Linked DNA regions of Mus musculus: region 1 is linked to region 2. A link is a contact called in public promoter capture Hi-C data. All regions are on one chromosome and are shown on one strand. Each heading gives the region's core, a stretch centred on a gene start, on an enhancer-like site or on the middle of the called end of the contact. The rest is flanking DNA. Distances are from core to core; before and after follow the strand shown. Region 1 holds the start of Ppib (peptidylprolyl isomerase B). Region 2 holds the start of Iqch (IQ motif containing H).

What was found. Promoter capture Hi-C pulls out the DNA fragments that hold promoters and counts their contacts.
Region 1: a contact with region 2 is called in a promoter capture Hi-C map of erythroid cells, with 9 times the contacts expected there. The contact joins the promoter of Ppib here to the promoter of Iqch in region 2. A contact is called at or near these places in 4 of 39 promoter capture datasets (erythroid cells, liver, neutrophils and 1 more) and 1 of 9 other capture datasets (liver).

Annotation. Positions count from the first base shown.
Region 1 is chr9:66,056,150-66,063,363 of GRCm38.p6, reverse strand. It overlaps Ppib (peptidylprolyl isomerase B), which reads right to left and starts at 3,195. Exons shown (of 5, transcript NM_011149.2): 1 at 2,964-3,195; 2 at 1,784-1,897; 3 at 282-375. The coding sequence starts at 3,098.
Region 2 is chr9:63,601,219-63,608,102 of GRCm38.p6, reverse strand. Iqch (IQ motif containing H) reads left to right here and starts at 5,610. Exons shown (of 22, transcript NM_001311098.1): 1 at 5,610-5,736. The coding sequence starts at 5,686. Aagab (alpha- and gamma-adaptin binding protein) reads right to left here and starts at 5,457. Exons shown (of 10, transcript NM_025857.3): 1 at 5,332-5,457. The coding sequence starts at 5,404.

The DNA.
Region 1 (7,214 bases), core at 1,946-4,445, 2.5 Mb before region 2:
GTTTGAGACCCAGGAAACAAAGTCATCAGCCTTGGCCTCAAGTCCCTTTACCCATCTTTTTGGCTCTAAGTTTATGTGCATGTGTTTTACACAAGCAACAGATTGTGTGGTGCAAGCTACAGACTTGTTAATTGCACTGGGCTGTCCTTTCAAAGAAGGGTACAGCTAGTCTCAATGCAGGAGAGAAGCCGGCCCCTAGAGCAGGTGAAAGGAGATGCCTGGCCACCCCACCTTGGACACTACAGTGTCAAGACTCTTCTGCTCAGAGGGCCTGAAGTTACCTCCTGTGCCATCTCCCCTGGTGAAGTCTCCACCCTGGATCATGAAGTCCTTGATGACACGATGGAACTTGCTGTTTTTGTAGCCAAATCCTTTCTGGAGAGAGGGAAGACAGGAAGGGAGAATGAGGCAAGAAGGGGATGGCAGACAGGCGTGCACAGCCTCGCCCACAGTGCTTTCTGGTATAGATGCAGCATTTAATGTACCAAGGGAGGGACCAGCCACTGCAGGCCAACACAGAGCATACAGATCTAGAGGTGGGGGAAGCAGATCTCTCTACTGTTCTTGAATAATGTAACCCAGGCCATGAAATGCCATTTTCCCTCTGTGTTCTCTTAAGAGGTCTGGGGATATATCTCAGCCAGCAGTGTTTGTCCTAGCAGGAACACAGTCCTGGGTTCTACCCTTAGCACGGTATAAGTTGAGTGTGGTGGTGTGTGCCTGTTATCCCAGCACTCAGGAGGTAGAGGGAGGCATAATCAGAGGCTCAAGGTCACCCCTGGCTACAATCAGGTTCAAGGTCAGCCAGGGGCAGCATAAAACTGTCTCAGGAAAAACAAAATAAAACAGACAAGTTAAAATACAGAATTAATTAAACAGAATATATGTTTCCTTAAAAATTCCTTGTCATGGGCTGGTGAGGTGGCTCAGTGGATAAGAGCACCTGACTGCTCTTCCGAAGGTCCGGAGTTCAAATCCCAGCAACCACATGGTGGTTCACAACCATCCCTAACGAGATCTGGAGTGTTTGAAGACAGCTACAGTGTACTTACATATAATAAATAAATAAATCTTAAAAAAAAAATTCCTTGTCATATTCTTGGATCAAGTTCCTTGGACCCTTTTATTCTTTTTTAAAAACTGCTAACTCAGCTATGTATGTAGCGGCACAAGCCTTTAATCCCAGCAATTAGGAATCTAGGCTAGCCTGATCTAAGAGCAAGTTCCAGGACGACCAGTGTTAACCAACTCACTACTTCCCCCTCCCCCCCCCAAAAGCTCTTATTCCAAAACTTGTCATATCACATGGTCTAAGAACATTCAAATAAAAACTCAAAAAAAAAAAAAAAAATCAGATGTTAAAGTTTACTCTCTAAACATTGCAGCCACACAGTACCATGTTTGTCTATGTTCTCTCTAACATAAAACCACGTTAACACTTCAGTAGCCGCCACACCATTTGGCAGAGACAACTGTGAGGCTGCCAGATTTAGCACTGTGGATTATTATTCTATTATGACTAGCTGTAGGAAGCAGCAGGGGTTGGAAGAACCAGTCCAATCTCTGGGAAGTGCCAAACTGGGCAACTGAGGCTCTGAGTAAGTCACCGCAGTTCCAGGGCCTTCTCCAGAATTAAAGACTGGACCCCTTTATTCCCACTTAATATACAAAAATATCTCATCCTCAGGGAAGCCAGCTAATGAAGTCTGTCTACCACTACACACGGGCCACACTCTGAAGCCCCAGCTGCTCCCATCCCTACTGTGTGGGGTTAGCCACTTACCTCTCCTGTAGCTAAGGCTACAAAATTATCCACTGTTTTTGGAACAGTCTTTCCAAAGAGTCCAAAGACGACTCGTCCTACAGATTCATCTCCAATTTGTAAATCAAAGTATACCTAAGGAAAGTGAACAAGTCCAAGCTTAGCCTTCACAGGGGCCTTGGTAGAGGAGGGCCTGAGGAGTTACCCCATGAGTGAGAACAAAGCCTAAAGCTGTGGCTGAGTAGGGCAAAACCTTTGTACAAATCCAACAAACAGGCTGGAGAAACAGCAGCTGTTAAGAGCATCTGCTGCTTTCCCAGACCCTAGAGCTTCTGTTCTCAGCACCTAGATGGTGGCTACAACCATCTGTACACTTATGAAAGCTCTAGTAGTCTCCAACCCCAGTACTAGGGAGTACGAAATGGTGGGCCACTGCAGATAAGCCGTCCACCACTGAGCTAATAACCCCAGTAATTAATCTTGCTAAATTGTAGTCTCCCTCAAGTAGCTGGGAGTAATATATGCCACAGCACTTGGGTCCACCCCAAGAAAGGATTACAGACTGCCTTATGGCTTAGAGGAAAATTCGGTTGCGGCCAAGCCTGAAGACCAGAGACCAACGTGAATGGACTCCTGCAAACTGTCCTCTGACCTCTACGGTTGCACTGTGGTACCCGAGTCCCTCTCCCTACTAAGTAAATAATGTAACATTTTTTAAAAGTTTTCGTTCTCAAGACTATAGAATAGCAATCTGTGCTCTTTAAATGATTCCAGATTATAGAAACATACATTAAAAGGGGGACATACACAGGGAGATACACTGTGCTTGCAAGTTTAACTATATTTACTGTGTGTGCTACAAAACACACTAAACTGGAGAGACCATAGTAAAAGATTCGGCAATTCTGATCCATCACCATTTCCCAGCAATGCAGGGGATGTGCAAAGGGACCGTCCTAAGGATGTCCGTGCTGGCCGAAGCTGGGCATCCTGGGTCAGGGCGGGGGGCTGGGGGAGTCTGGGTTATTCTCTAGTCTGAGTAGATAGGGCGAGCCTGGCTTCAAGAGATCAAAGTCGACCCAAGGAAGAACTGAACAAGAACAAGGACGCTCAGGTCGGAACTACTGGGCCAGACCCGCTCCGGCTTGAGCCGGACCTAAGGCGGCGGAAGGCAGGCCTCGCTGGTGAGGGGAGCCCAGACCTTGACTGTGACTTTAGGTCCCTTCTTCTTATCGTTGGCCACGGAGGGTCCGGGCAGCAAAAGGAAGACGACGGAGCCCACGATGAGGGCGGCGGCGAAGAGCACCTTCATATTGCGCTCCGAGAGGCGCAGCATCCACCGGCAGCAGCAAGAGCGGTCGGGCAGCCCGGACCGGAAAAGGGTGTGGACGCGCAGCGTGCGCGTGGCCGCCCAGGCGTGGGGTGGACCCGGGGCCGCGGGCGGTCTCGTAGCGCCAGGAGCGCGCCACGTTCTCCCTGCGCAGCGACGCCGAGTGGTAGGCGCTGCCGGGGGCGGGGCTGCGGGTGGCTGCCACGTTACAGCCCTCTGATTGGGTATGTCAAGGCGGTGCGCAAAGGCAGCGTTGGGATTGGTATCAGAAAGAGAGACTACGCACCCCAGCGTGCCTTGCGACCCCACCTGCCCATCCAACTTTCAGACTTTTGTCACGGCGTGCAAAGACCAGTCGCTGCCAAATTTGGAGGTGGTCTTCAGAAGACTGGACACACTTAACCTTAGTACTAGGGGTTGAATTTAGCGGTTGAGCGTTACAGCATAGCCTTCTATATCTTCTATAATGCCTTGCTTGGGGACCGGGCGTAGTGGCTCACACCCGTCATCCCAGCACTGGGCAGGGTGAAGTAGGATGGTAAAAAGTTCAAGGCCAGCCTGGGCTACAGAGTGACTACTAGTTCTTTTTGGACTAGAGTGAGACCTTGTCTTAAAACGAACACGACCAGTCATGGTTGCACGTCTCTTTAATCCCAGCACCTTGGAGGAAGAAGCAGAAAGATTTCTGTGAGTTTAAGGCGGCTTCTATGTAGTTAGTTTCTGGCTATTAAGCATAATATAGTAACACCTATGCCCGAGAACAAAAAAGGGGTGGAGTCGAGGGGTGAAGAGATGGCTCAGTGTTAAGGTTCTTGCTCCACAATCATGAGGACCTGAATTTGGACCCAGCTCTAAAAGCAGATCATGGCCATACTTTATGACTCTAATCCTAGTGCTGTAGTGGTGCTGGACATAGGCGGGTCTGGTAGCCTTGCTTGCTTCCAGACTAGTTCTTTGATTGAGGTAGAGATCCTGTCTCAAAATGAAGGCCCAGAATGATAAGAGCTCTACACATAATGTGCATGCATTACACACACACACACACACACACACACACACTGCTTCCATTTTTAGTTTTTACTAATTTACTACTCATCTTTGTCTTGGAATCCTGTGCTTAACTGCTGTGTGCGCCTATGAAAGGATGCATTCTGTTGGATACTTTGGTATTTATCTTTTCCTTTTTACAATGTCTCATTGCATGTGAGTGGGTAGACACGTAGTTACCTGCATGTGGAGGGAGTTTATTCTCTCCTTACATCACAGGGACTCTGAGGGTTGAACCCATGTCCTTTGGCTCAGAGGCAGCAGGCAACTTTACTGAACCTGAGTTATCCTACCGGCTCCTGGTGTTAAATTTCTTTTCTTCGCACTTTGTTTTAGGAGAATGAGCCCTTGCTGCACATAGTCTTTACATAGCTCCCCTAGCCTGTCTCCAGGGCTCGGTGCTCAGCAGGTATTGGTTGGGGTGGCTTCACATTAACATAGAAGTGGAAAATAACATATACAAAGGTCTGTGGCTGACTGCCTTTTCTTTTTCATAGCTGCAGGTGCTTCCATGGGCTGTTTTCGGTTGTAACACACACTTGGTGTTGCTCCATTCTATAGTGCACACACTTTGGCGTTTGGAGTCTTACACTGTGCTGATTCCAGTGATATTTACCCTATAGGCTCGGGCATTTGAATGCTTGATCTCCAGTTGTGCTGCTGTTTGGGCAGGCTTAGAAGGTGGGGCCTTGTTGGAGGAAGCTCATCACTTGGTAGGATATGAGGTTTCAAAGCCCTGCACTATTCCTAGCTAGTGTTCTGCTTCCTGCTTCAGGTTCTGGATATGAGCTCTCAGCTGTTCCTGTTGCCAGGCAAAGAGGCAAGAATAAAACTCAGCTCGGCATGACCTAGCCAGGCTAGTTCGACTTTCTGGGGTCTGACACCAACCAGTGTAGGTTTTTCATACTTGAGTAAAACCTTGGGGGGAAAAGTTTCCTTGTGACAGCTATCACAACAAAGCTTAAGGTGTGCCTGCAGTGGAACTCCCTTGCAAAGCACATGTCCTTTGCAGAGCACTTATGTCCCTCCTTCCACAAGAACAGGCTCTAGTGACTGACAGGCAGTGCTCAGAACAAGAGCCTAGGGAGCAAAGGTTTCTAATAAGCAGAATAGCAAACTCTTTTTCAAAACGCACAGGACCTCTTTCATAGGGGTTATACTGACTCAGAAACAGTGCCCAGGCGTCTGGGGGATTCTGAGTGAAGGCTGTCTTCACAGAATAGCAAAGGTCGCTAGGTTATTTCTTCCACTGGGAAAAAAACAAAACAAAAACAAACCCTGTGTGTTAAAAAAAAATTCTGGTTTATCTGGTCTTGTTTATTAAGTAGGTAGACTTCTCACCCTCTACACATTTTTATAGTTTGAAACTATGTAGCTTGGTCTGTGTATGGTGTGCAGTGAGTGCTCTCAAGTCCCGAGTCATCTCTCCAGCCCCCTAGAAAAGGAGTTTCAATGGTGAATCCCACAATGGGGCTGGCCTGGCAGTGGGAAGCAAGCATGGTCAAGACTGGCTAAAATGTGTCCAGCAGAAAAAAATCCCTCTTTCTCCCTTTTAAAAAAATAATTGGCAGGACTTTCATCTCTCTTTCTATGGGCTCTCTTTGTATTGGTTCCAGTGAGTGTAATGCTGCAGAGCTATCGATCTGAGTAGTTTGTGTCTATAATTGCAGACAATGCTTTGTCCCAAAGCACTGAGAAGAAGCCGTCTTAATCCCTCAGTCTCACTTATGGTGGTAAAGCCTTGGGTGATGGGCCTAGTTTGTTTGTTAGGCTTTAGCAGTGGAAGAGTATCTTGGTGGATCAGGGCCAAGGAATGCCACAAAGTCACCATGGAACAGGTATCACAGAAGAGGTTTGTTGGAGAGGGTGCTATACAGAGGCTGTCTCTGAGCAAGGCTGGAGGAGAAAGACAGCAGGCTGTGAAGCCACTGGCTTTACAAAGGGGGGTAGCACATGAGCTCAGGGAGAATATGCCACTTGTTGAGACAGTGGAAATGTGTCGAATTTGGCTTTGTCCAAGACATAGTACTCAAGTCCGTTGGATTGTGCCTGACTTTCCCCTCTTTACCTCCTGTCTGCTTCTGTCCAGGGCAACTCTTACATATGGGGATCTGAGGGTCAAGAAACCTTCACCTCTGACGAACAGTCCTTCCAAATAGGGTTGAGAAATTATTCAATAGCAGGCTGTCAGGAGCCGATTAAATTCCCATCACCCCTATGCCTACCCCTCTTTCTTCTTATAATGATCTTTTTGCCTGCTTCCTCTATGACTAGATAGAAGGCTGTTGCAAAGAGTGGCCAGCTGTATATGGAGGTTGCCCTTACTGGCCTAGTTTGTGCCATGTGCCACTTATACATCCTTGCTTCAATTCCCTCCTATGTTGACAAAATGGGGCCCTTCACCACTCCATCACAGATCTGAAGGGTTCCCAGGTGGGAAGTGGGTGATAGCTACAAACTCTACCATTTCTTCAACCCCAGCACCTGGTGAGCATGATTAAAAACCAGAGAAAATATATCTTGACTATTCAACCCCTGGAGATAGGGGAGGTAAGGGAGGTGATTCAGTATTCCTCCAGGGTCTTAACCTCTTTAACACCCCCTCTCCTAAATGATATAAAGACCTGTCTCTTTGTCTCCTGTTTCAGACTCTGACCTTAGCCTACCACCTCTTAATGAGACCTAACTTGGCTGCTTTGGGGATTGCTGCTGTGTGTTATACTTCAAGAGGTAGGACAGGTTGTGGGAACGATAGTGGTAGGTGACCAAAAGTTTGTGTGTGTGTGTGTGTGTGTGTGTGTGTGTGTGTGTGTGTATCTCTCTCTCTCTCTCTCTCTATCATCTCTATCTCTATCTCTTCCTTGAATGTGGAGCTCAGCAACTGCTAAGCTGTGTCTGCAGGTGTCCATCCCTGGGTAGTAAGGCCTAATTTTTTTTTTTGACAGGTGTGCCACAGGGGCAAAGAAAGATCCCAGTTAGTGGCCTAGGACCCTGAGGGCATAACCTGGTTTTTCTGTTACAGAGAGGGAGAAGAGATGGGTTAGGTCTAGAAGGTGTAGGGCTAGGGCCTAAAGG
Region 2 (6,884 bases), core at 4,361-6,860:
CCAAGAAGTAACGCTATAAACACTTGCTGAGAGACTCTCCATGGCCAAGTCTGTCCATCAAAAAATTGGGCTTTCTTGTTCCCACTGTTTAGAAACCTGACGACCAGGGAACAAAGGCTTCTAGATTCTGAACACACAAAGCTAAATTGTCCCTGGGCTTGTAGCTCATCAGGGGATGGCTTCCGTAAGATCCACAGGCCTTTGGTTCAATTTCCTGAACCCTGGAGGTGGGGTGGGAGTGTGGCAAGGATGGACAGACAACAGGACACACAAATGTTTGAGTCAACATGTAGGATGTCTGTTGAGATCTCAAAATTAGGCTTAATTATTAAAAAATAAAATAAAAATAAAATAATCTAGGTTAAGAATGCCAAAATTGCTGGGCATGGTGGCATATGCCTTTAATGACAGCCTCAGGAGGTAGAGGTGGGTGGAACTCTGCGAGTTTGAGACCAGCTTGTCTAGACAGTGAGTTCCAGGCCAGCCAGGGCTACAGTGAGACCTTGTTCAAAAAAGGAAATTCAGAGTCAGTAAGCGCTACACTACCAAACACAGAAGGAAGAATTACTGATACACAGAATCCTCAACCCAACGGGATGTCATATTAATATGAACAGATATGTGGCCTACTCACATTAATCCTATACAGTGAACTGACACACAATGTCTCTGCCTTAAATTTAATTAACTGAGAAAAAGAAAAACCCAGAAATTGTTAGACTTAAAGCACAAATGATCTTTTAATGTATATTTAATGCATTACACATACTTCCCATGTTAAATAACGCTCTATTTTAATGTAATATACATTTTCTAGGCAGATTCCCCCCTTTCCATTCATCAATAAATCTTCAACCATCCCAGACAGTAATGAAGCATATTTAAAACTATTTTGTAAGTATTCATTCTTCCTACCACTTCATCCCCCAAAGCAGCCACCTTAAGCAGCCTTTCTGCTTACTATGGAGTAGAGTAACAAAACGTCTCAGCTCTACCTTTCTCTGGGCTAAGACTTGACCATGAACACACACAGCAGCAGTTACTGCCTGAGCACTCTGGGTAAATTAAACCTCGTATTTCCAAACCAGTTTCTTCACCATAAGATGGAAATGCCCTAGCCTACTGTGAGTAGAACTGAAGTAAATTTTATTTTTAAAAAACACAGTTGAGGGTGCCTGGAAAGATGGATTAGAAGTTAAGAGAGCTATCTGATCTTCCAGGAGATCTGAATTCAATTCTTAGGACCTACATGGTAGCTCTCAACTACTTGTAACTCTAGCTCTGAGGGATCCAACATCCAACGCCCTCTTCTGGCTTTCCTGGTATTGCACTCACATGCACACACAGACACACATCTATTAAAAACACTCTTGGGAAGAGTTCTACGTGCACATTTACTACTATCATAATATCTCTAAGTTTCTGAATGTTACTAATTGAAAGAATTTTGCTACAGATGTTCTGGAAGCTTGTCCAGATGTAGAAACAAGGCTGCTAATCCACAGTTGCTGGCTTGGCATCAACTACACCACTCTCTAGGAGTTCTTCTAAGTTCCTCTCAGAGGAATGAGATGTGAGCTCTTAACATTTTCTAATTCTCACAGGTAGAGCACACATTTTTACTACACTCCTCTTGAGGGTGGGACCAGTACCTTAAGACATAATTTTTGTAGCAGTAGCTAGAACAGACACTAGCTCCATGTTTAATAATCATTTATCATAACACACATTTCTAGAATGAAAATATGATGTCCACAAACACACTCCAGGCAGAAAGAACTCTGATGAAGCGCAGTCACTCTCACGCATCACGCAGTCCCCTGCACAAGCTCCTCCAGCATGCTGAGCTTCTAATGGCCTACACTGTGGGACAGGTGAGAGAGCTCAGAAGGCGACAGTGCAGACAGGCCAGATAACCTAAGCTCAGCCTCAGGAATGCATGTGGTGGGATGAGAGAGCTAACTCCGACAAGGTGTCCTCTGACCCTCACAAACAAATAAACAAAAACTTACTAAAAAAAATTGTATATATATACACATATATTCATATACATGCATAAACACACACACATATATATTTTATATATATATATATATATATATATATATATATATATATATATATATATATGCCAAGAAGGCCTCCCCTTAGCTATGTATGTATCTAACTGGAGTACTGCAAGTAAGTCTTACAGTGACAAGAAGTTTTTGACAAAGTCCATGCGGGTTCTTTATCCACAGTCAAGAGTCAAGGCCTACTGATTTTTTTTTTAAAGTGGATTTCTAAAGAACTTGATATTTGATTACAAGATATTTCCACTGTTGGTCAAGAGCAGTAAAGCAGATCAGATACAGAGAGAGTGATGACAGAAACAGGATTCCTCTTCCAGATCAAGGCACATCCCAGTCAATCAGAAACCCGGGTCCTACCTAGACTACAGCCACTCATCGTGGTGGTCTCTGTCTTCCATCCCCAAATTAAATCCATTCCCTGAATAGTGTAACTCCGTCCGTCCGTCTTTAACGCCATCTGAGGCCTCCGTCCCCATGACCTTGTAAGAACTGGCCAGCCCTCTTTCCTGCTTTACTTATTTAAACCATCTGCTGGCTTTTCTGCACTTCCCCTGCTGACGTGTGGAGCACTGATGAGTGGCACCTAATTTTAACAAGAATTAGAGTTTCCTAAGTCACTCTGCATACAGAAACAAAATGGGCTGTTTCGTAGAACTTCACACACACACACACACACACACACACACACACACCAATAATGTTCAAAGTCTCTATTAAAGAACAAAGGAAGAATGCCACCATTTGCTGGCTACTGGTGGTCGATCAGCTCTTTCAAGGAACTGACCACGATTGCCAGTTCTGATCTTTGAGAAACAGGACCGGGCCAGGCACGGCGGGCTCAACACTTGGACAAGTTCAGAGCTGGCCTAGGAGACACACAAGACCTTTTTGGAGGATGAAAGGGAGACAGAGCACCATAGCTATCAGAATATATAATATTCCTGAGCCTGCCTTTGAAAGATCATTCACCTATCACTAATAGGACTCTAAATGCATATACATTTTATTGAAAGTCAGATAAATACAGACCCATAAACGCCTTCAGAAAGGTCTGGTATATTCACTGCATGGATGTACAATAGAAAGTACTTTTTGACTTAGTGTTAAAAAAATATCAGGATGGGGATTAGGGTGTGACTCAGTAGTAGTGCACTTGCTTAACACGTGCAAGGCACTGGAATCCATCATCAACACCACACACACACACACACACACACCAGGCTAAAAACTACATATGAAGTAGAATTATATAATTACAATAATTATAAAATACAGAAAATATGCAGGGGCCCCGGGGAGATGGCAAAAAAAACACCACCAAAATGTCAGCTAACATTTTTTTCTCCATATGCTAAATTTTACTAAATTCAACATGAAGTAGAAGGGGCAAAGATGGGAGACCTGGTGGGAGGGAAGGGGGAGCACTCCCTGGTGGGGGATGGGGGAAGGGGAGCACTCCCTGGTGGGGGGTGGGGGAAGGGGAGCACTCCCTGGTGGGGGATGGGGGAAGGGGAGCACTGCTTAGGGGAAGTAAGAGAATGGCAAAGAGTTTGGTTCTCATTTATGAATGTTGTAACTAAGCTTCTGCCCTAGCAAGGAACTGTCTAAGTGTTCAGAATAAGCAAGTTATAGAATACCCGTGCAGGAACGACAGCATGCCTAATTCTGTCAACAGGTGTAGAAAATAATTACAAACTGCACGATGCTTTACAGGCTCGGCCGCATTTGCAAGCCAGCACCCACGGTCTCCCAGGACACCTCTTCATGTGCCCCCTTTAAGGCTCAGCAAAGCCTGAGTTAAACAGGTGATACGCTTTTATAATAAGGCCAACCACTTATCCAATGCTTGCCACGTGCTGGCCTGTGGCCAAACATAATCCTCAGCCCACAGATAGGAAGATGAAGGGCAGAGGTTCAGTGACTTGCCCACAGTCAGAGCCATAGACCTGGCCAGTGAGCTGCCTCCTCAGCTCTAGCTCACTAGTCTCTCTGACCTACATTTCAGAGCTCATTTTGGGGTGGGGCTGGGGTTTATCTCTGAGGTAGAGTGCCACGCTCAGTATGCACAGAGCAGTGGGACTAAAAAGCAGAAAACACACACACACACACACACACACACACACACACACACGTATATTCGCGTATGCACAACAAAGGCAAAAAAAACAAAACAAAAACAAAAACAAAACCCTGAATTTTATAGCCCTTAGGGTCCAGAAGCAAAAGCACTGGGTGCAGTAACACCTCAAACTCATTTTTTTCCGGGGAACTTTCACCTCAGAAAGAACTCAAGAAATGTAACTGCAAGTGAGGGGGCACCCAACAAATATCATGTACACACAAGTATGCATGTATGTACATTACACACACACACACAATCAAGGGGAGGGAATCAAGAACGCCCACAGCTCTCATCTCTAAGGGAGTAAGCGTTTATTCTGGAGCCAAATATGAGGGATCATGAAAAGGGAACAGGAATCAGGGGTGCCTCAAGTCAAATGTTCCAACGTGGCAATAACAATTCCATGGTGTTCTTATAGGAACAACAAAGCTACATATCAGGATGTTCTAAAAATACATTGAGGGGAACAACAGGTTGGTGGATTACAGCACATCGTGGAAGCCCTTGCTGTAGGCCTCAGACACCAACTGATAAAATTCTTAGCCTTTGGGTTGATGGAAGCTAGGGGGTCTGTTTGCTTATTCCCAAAAGGACTTTACCTGATAGTCAGAGGATATTAGGTCAGACACAGAAGTGGGCAACAAATGGCTAAGAAGGAGACTAGAGACAGTCCACGAGAATCTGGCTACAGTTATTAAAATTCCAGCTCTCCACAATCACAGGAGTTCTGGTCAGTCCATCATCCTGGCAGAACACTAACGCGCGTGCATTTTTTGTTTGTTTGTTTTTTTGTTTTTTTGCTGAGCACTTCAGTTCACAAGAGGAACCACTACCCCAGCAGCAGGGGCATAACCCCCAAACACAACACCGCAACTCCAGCGCCTTACATTCGTCTAAGAGCACAATTTCCGGGGTCTTGAATATCATCTTAGGGGGTGCTTGCCACCACCCCTGAGGCGGGAGGTCAGAAACCGGCCTCACTTTACACAGGCAGAAGGTTAAGCGCCTGGCGCCGAGACCTGCGGAGGAGCCGGAGCCTAGGGCCCAGCTCGGGCAGAGCCCGGGAGAGGTCGCCGGCCCTGCGCCCATGGCTCTGAACTGGGCCTTGCAGCCCGGCTCAGACGTCGGGTTACTCACGTTGCACCAGCCGGTCCCCGGTGAAGGTGGCGGAGCAGCTGGTAACCAGCGCGCAGGGTACACCGGCAGCCATCGCTGCGGCAGAGCGGGTTCCGCGCCGGCGCTGCTTCCGCCTTGGGCCGTACCACTGCAGCGGGCACGCGGGGGAGATGATCCGGGCACGCGCGCTGGGCGGGGCCGCGCGCTGGGCAGCCGAGGCTCCGGCTGGCCCTCACACCCCCCTTCCCCGCTCCTCCAGTGGAGCGCGCCGGTCGCGCGCGCCGCGTTGCTATGGTGACGGGTGCCCGCACCATCTAGGAGCGCTCCGCAGGAGGCCATACCTCCGGAGCCTAGTGTCTTCTGCCCTCCTTAGTCATGGCGCAGGCCCAGGAGGACAGCGACCCCATTGGATCCATCCTAATCCAGGTGGGAAACAGGCCGGGCTGGCGGCCGCACAGACCTCCCCTCGAACCCCGAAACCTGTGATCCCAAGCACCACCATTTATTCTCTCGGCCCTATAGCAGGAAACGCCTACACTTTAGGGCATCATGCTCTGGGGGTTGAACACAGGACATGCTAGCGCCAAGCAAGTGCTTTACCGCTAGGCTGCATCACCTGTCTTCCTTATACTTCGGGCCCAGATGGTCATTGACTGTCTTGGAGCACCCTCTACAATCCAGGCAGGCCTGGAACTTGTGATCCTCCTGCCTCAGCCTCCTGAGTAACTGGGATTATCAATCTGTACTAGCAGGCTGGGGTGCTCAAGGCACCATTTAAAAATAAATTATGAAATGTTTAAAGTCCATCCATGGCTTGGGGATGTGAAGGAGAAACAGATTCATCATTAGGAGGTGGTGAGAAGTTCGAAGAGAACGTGAGCTATGGGACCCGTGCTTCTTAACCTACAATAGTCACTGCTTGCTTGGGAACACACACCCAAGCTTTTTTTAAAATTTTTTTTTCTTCGAGACAGAGTTTCTCTGTGTAGCCCTGGCTGTCCTGGAACTCACTCTGTAGACCAGGCTGGCCTCCAACTCAGAAATCTGCCTGCCTTTACCTCCCAAGTGCTGGGATTAAAGGTGTGCGTTACCAAACATATTTTTAAGATCACCTGGATTACAAAACAACATAAAAAATGAAAACTTGGAGAAATATCTTATTTATAATCTAGGGAGAAAGCTCTCAAAGACTTGACTTCTCCAGTGTAATTCAGTTTGTGACAGTTGAACAATTTTTCTGAAACAGCTAGGTTGGTTTGGTTTTTTTTTTTTTTTTTTTGCTTTGTTTTGTTTTGTTTTTTTCCGTGTTTAGGTATGGGTCCCTTTAAGATGGTCTCACTTTAAGAAGTTCTGTAAGACCCCCGATGCTGGGCCTCTGCTCAAGTCCCGGGATGAGCTGGCCAACACCCCAACATCTCGAGAGAAAACCACACCTGATGCAAACTGCAAGAGGTTTTATTATCAGCTAGCTGAGGACGAAGTCCCTCCACAGTGCAGGGCAGGGGAGTTCGACCCGAGTGGTGACAGTAGGGGGCTTTTAACAGCTAGCTGAGGAATTGGGAGAGGTGTTGGGA